Linked DNA regions of Drosophila melanogaster: region 2 is linked to region 1. The links are chromatin contacts, called in public Hi-C maps. All regions are on one chromosome and are shown on one strand. The core of a region is the stretch at or near the end of the contact, and the rest is flanking DNA. Distances in the headings are between cores, read along the strand shown. Region 1 holds the start of lncRNA:CR44441 (long non-coding RNA:CR44441). Region 2 holds the start of CaMKI (Calcium/calmodulin-dependent protein kinase I).

Region 1 (2,700 bases), core at 40-2,539:
GCTAGATCGACTCGGTTATTGATCCTTATCAAGAATATATACATATACTTTACATGGTCTTAAACGCTTCCTTTTGCCCGTTACAAACTTTTCAACGAATGTAGTGTACATTTTTATTTTACGAGTAACGGGTATAAACACTGTTACTTGATATATAATTCTTTTGTAAACTAAATTTTTACTGTTAGTCGTAAAATAAATGTATATACTTGATTCCATTAAAAATATATAAGAGATATAAGTAAGCATTTCTAATAAAATAACAAATAATTTAAATTAAGAGCTAGTGAATTAATAAAAGCTGCGGCAGCAGAGGCCTTCCTCCTTGTTTACATCTAGATGGATAGAATAATCTTGTTAAGGTTACATTATAGCTGGTAGTACAGATTGACGATATAAATGTATTTAAGGATATTTAATATGTTTGTCGTTGCAGAACTGACTGATTGTCTGTTGGGTTTGGTCGAGGTAGTGCTTGTGTGTTATTAGTGTATGTCCCGAGTCTGATAAGATGATTTGTTGGATGTTTGAAACCAAGTTTTTTTCATCTTGGTTAGGTATTTCTTATTCAATAGTTGTAAGTGGTTGGCTTGTTGTATTCCAACTTGTCCTAGTATCCAAAGGAGTTTAAAATTGGTATTGAATTTTTGTAGTAGGTTGCGTGCGTGAGATATGTAGTGATCGCTGTTGTTTAGATTTTTAATAGCGGAAAGTGAGTCTGAACATATGCAGAATTTTCCTCTTTTATTTTTGTTGGTTTTTAGGGCCTATAAGGGCTAGAAGCTCTGCTGCGAAGACCGTTCGTTTGCTTTTCTGTAAAAAGTCTCCTGAAAAGTTGTGGGGTCGTGTTGCTTTCGTTGAACTTATTGAGTGTTGTGTCAATTTTGGAGAGATTGGTGTTCCAGGGAGGTAAGGACTGCGCGGGTATTTTTTGTTGTTTAAATGGTAGTTAATGGGCTTTGCTTTTTCTATTATTCGGTCTATTGCTGATTTGTATGGGGGACGTTTTGATGAGCGGTATGATTTTAATATTTTTTATGATTGGGGAGTTGTTAGCGTTGAATAAGGTTTTTGTGAGCTTTGTTATTATTAGGAAGTCCTGTCTATCTTCCAAAGCGCCAAGAGTGATAGATAGTCGAATGATTTATGTATAATATTGGCACTTATCCTAAAATGTTCACAAACTTTTGTTCAACCACTTTTTAAAGTCTTGGAAAAAACATTTTATCTTTGTGTGTTCGTATTAATATATATAGATATTACACGTTTTTTTTCATAAAATATCGATCATTGTCATAGCCCAGTTCCATTATCAAATGGTTTTTTAGCAGATGTGATAGTGAAAGTTCGTAATCGTTTGTACATTTGAGACACAGTTATATGCAACGTGCTGCCACAACTACTATGTATTATGTATAATACTATTTTTTACCTTTTATTTGTCTAAAATCTTCTTTTGTTCCTTACAGCACTTATTGTTTTAAATTATTTTCTATTTTGCGGAAACGAAAAATTATATTGTTTATGTATATACAAATTTTTGTTGTTAGTATTGCCAATATCAAAACTAACTTATTTAATATTATTAATAAATTTCATAGAATGCAAATATGAGTATATATTGCTGTTTTGCAATGAAAATTGCATTAAAATTGCGAGTGCGAGGCAGATATGCCAAACCAAAAAAGTAGCTGTTTAGGTTATTTAGGCGTTACTGTTATCGACATGTTAACTTCCAAATGAATAATTTAAACTTTTCCGGGGATCGATTTTGGTTCTGATGCTGAATGGAATATAGTAACTAGAAAAACTGAATCCTGGAATAAACGATATCTTTCCTTCTCATTATTCTCAAAGTTCTCGGTTGCTTTATTGACATTGGAGACAAAATCAACGGAAGTATTTTAGGATATGTAAATGTTAACTTTATATATTTTCAGTCATTTTTTTTGCTGTTCCAAATTGGTACAACAATACAAGAATGAAGGAAGCCATCCCTAAAAGTGTACTCACACTACAATTTGCAGGATACTTTTAAAAGGAACTTTTGTCCAATCTTTTTTAATTAAAAACAATTTTAAAGGGCCCACGTATTTTATTTCCACCGTTCCATAATTGTTACTAAGCATGTGACGCTATCTTTACGCACATAGCCACACATAAAATTTTGATTGGAAAAGTTTGAGACATTACTAAGTAAGTTACTTTTCTATTTGAAAATTAATCCAAACCTACGAAACCTGCCTTTTACAACTAATAACTCTATATATATATATATCTATTATTTTTGAAACCATCGAAAGCCATCGTAAAATGTTATTGATTATATGGACGATTAATGCCAAAATGTACGTGTTTGTATATGCGTATAAAAAAGTATGGTTATTTTTTTCAGTTTATTGACGTTTAATGTAACTGAAATGGCAAAGAACGCTTACAGCAATCCATACCTCACACATACTAACTGTGCACCTAGGTATGGCTATGTACATACTTTTACTGAAAACAACAAGCTTTAAGCTCTTGTGCAGTTCGGTCATAGCCTTAGATTCTTTCACTTGCCTGGCAGTATCCTTCGGGGACTGTCTATTCTAACAGTACAAATCGTTTATAAACATTGCCGTCAAGTAGTCATTCATAGTTTATTTTCCTGACGTATAAAATTTTCTAACAAAAAGTTGTGCAAGTAGTAGTAGCTAT
Region 2 (2,700 bases), core at 49-2,548, 250 kb before region 1:
ACCCTATCAGCGAAGACGATCATATATATTCACAAAAGCAGGTTACATACATACATAGCTAGACACAAAGCAATGCAGTTGTTTTCGGTTTGGGAGCTCAATTATTCCGCTCAGTAATGAGCCCAGCTGCCAAAGGTTAAATTTTAGCTGATTACCTTATATTGCGTACATCTGTAGTCGAAAACAGACACTTGCATATCACACAATATTTACGTATATATATATATATATATATATATATACAATAATATACAATATTTATATATATGCATATATATACATATACATATATAATATATAATTGGGTTTATTTACATATACATGTATAAGTTTTATACATGCTTAAGAAGTATTACGAATTAACCAAAACAAGCGCAGGATCTCGGTGGCTTCACTTGAAAGCAGAAAACAATTGAAGACGAATTTTCAAAACGTTCCCCATATTGCAGACTTTGTTGCAAGCCAACACGTTTCTATTTAAAAAAAATACATCAAATGTATCTAGAAACTGTTTACAGGTCCTTTTGTTTACACAAATATTTATTCAGTATTCTCCAAATCTATAAATACTTGTGCGTTGCAGCGTAATGTCTGTTTTAAAGGAATACACACGCTAGGAATTACAATTACTTTTAGTATTGATTTATTGATTTTCTTCAGGCGCTGGCGCAACCATTGTGGCAGTGTTGACCAGTCAGCTATTTTTTCCTAAAAACTTTGTACTACTAATCTATGTATATGTAGTTTTTCCCAAAAGCGAATTGTTAGTCATTTTTCTCTGGAGCGCTTATATGTATATACATATAGCATAGTAAGTTAGTGATTATACATCTTACCTTTTTATTTGCAAAGCAAATGTAATGAATTTGTTTTTTGATTAGCTCATAGACTATCGGACACGAACAAAAAAATTAATTTTTCAAGTTATGTCGTTATTTTTTTTACATAATACTTAATACTATACATTTATACAGTTAAAATCTTTCAAAAAAGTAACTTTCAACCAAATCCGGAAATAAATTCTCAGTACGATTTTCACAAATTGGTTTACCGTGACACACTGCTCCATTGTTTCCAAATCTTAGCGGAACTTTAAACGTGACAAACTTATTTTGAAACATTAGCATTGACTGTTAAAATTGTGATACGTCACCTGGTTCTGGTTAAGTCAAAACAAATTGAACAAAAATTTCTTGGTGATTAAAAATATTTAAATAAATTTATATCTGTACTCTATTGATTTCCTATTGATATTTTGGAACTAAACCTTGGAACCAATCTTGGAAATTATAATTCTTGCGAACGTTCATGGACAGGAACAGGGCGAGACATTTCATTCCAAAGAAACAGTTGGGAAATGAAAACGCTTTAAGTTCTAATTAAAACAACTACCACTAGACTGAAGCTTAAGAAATAAATGCTTAAGCTAAATGTATTATATAATTTTTATTATCTGCAACATTTTAGTGAATAAACAGTTAATAATTGGAGTACATTCAAATTTGTATGTTGTTCTCAGATAGGTGACTGTGGCATGGATAATAGCATTTTCACACAGATACCAATATATCCGTTAAATTCTTAAAGTGAAAATTTTCAAGTTAATTAAAATTATTATGGATTTTTAAAAGAACTTTTTGAGGCAACACTTACTGGTTAGTAATCTATATAATGTAAGCATTAAATCAAACTTTTAACTTATAAGCATTTTATGGAATCATAAATATTCTTAATTGCTTTTAAATAAATTAAATTTAAATTAATAAATTTTAATAAATTAAAATCTCGCTTAGGTGTTTGCGACTATGGAAAACATGCTTAATATCCTAAGACCAAAAAATTTACAAATTTTTTTTTTTTTAATGCGTATCTTGATTTAGAGATTCAAGACCAAAATATATATATATATATATATTAAATAACATTCAAATCATAGAAGCATTTTAAATTAAATTTAATTTAAATTTAAATTAATAAATTTTAATAAATTAAAATCTCGCTTAGGTGTTTGCGACTATGGAAAACATGCTTAATATCCTAGGACCAAAAAATTTACAAATTTTTTTTTTTTTAATGCGTATCTTGATTTAGAGATTCAAGACCAAAATAGCTGTCATATATATATTAAATAACATTCAAATCATAGAAGCAATACTGTTTTGGGATTTGTCTAAGCAACAAACATTTTTGTTTAAATGAAAACATAATTGCATTTCATTTTTTATTCATGAATTAATGCAAAACAAGAGAAAACTCTTTAGTAGATATCCCCGATATGAGATACCCGCAACTCAGCAAGTTTTTTGTTAAGATAAAATGGGAAAAAAGCTAAAATAGCTTTGACAAATGTGGACGTGTCAGTTTTGGGTGGCTTATGGGTGTTTTGCAGACAAATATAAAGGCAGAAACACACGGAAAGACGGACATAGCCAGATCAACTCATCTATAACTATCCTGATAAAGTACATATATCTTTTACTCCACGTGCAATGGGCTATATTATTTGTGAGAACAACACAACGACGCCGGCTGTTCAGATATTTATAAGAGTTTTGCGATATCCCTGTTATTGAGCAAATATAGATAATAAAAAAGCAATAAACGGAACTAAAACTAAGTTTTTTTTTCCAACCAATGTGAAGAAAATTATTACCTCAAATTACAACGGGGACGACAACCACCCAAGAAAAAATATGTTTT

What was found. Hi-C and Micro-C count contacts between places; a contact is called where the count stands out from the background.
Region 2: a Hi-C map of the Kc167 cell line shows a contact between it and region 1, with 4 times the contacts expected there. The contact joins the promoter of CaMKI here to the promoter of lncRNA:CR44441 in region 1. A contact is called at or near these places in 40 of 107 Hi-C or Micro-C datasets (the Clone 8 cell line, the Kc167 cell line, the ML-DmBG3-c2 cell line and 15 more) and 2 of 6 datasets of contacts at active chromatin or transcription factors (both in the Kc167 cell line).

What each region holds. Positions count from the first base shown.
Region 1 is chr4:193,321-196,020 of dm6, reverse strand. It overlaps lncRNA:CR44441 (long non-coding RNA:CR44441), which reads right to left and starts at 1,289. Exons shown (of 1, transcript NR_123744.2): 1 at 121-1,289. It overlaps Abcd1 (ATP binding cassette subfamily D member 1), which reads left to right and starts at 2,192. Exons shown (of 10, transcript NM_166736.4): 1 at 2,192-2,476.
Region 2 is chr4:444,102-446,801 of dm6, reverse strand. CaMKI (Calcium/calmodulin-dependent protein kinase I) reads right to left here and starts at 1,298. Exons shown (of 8, transcript NM_166764.2): 1 at 1,154-1,298.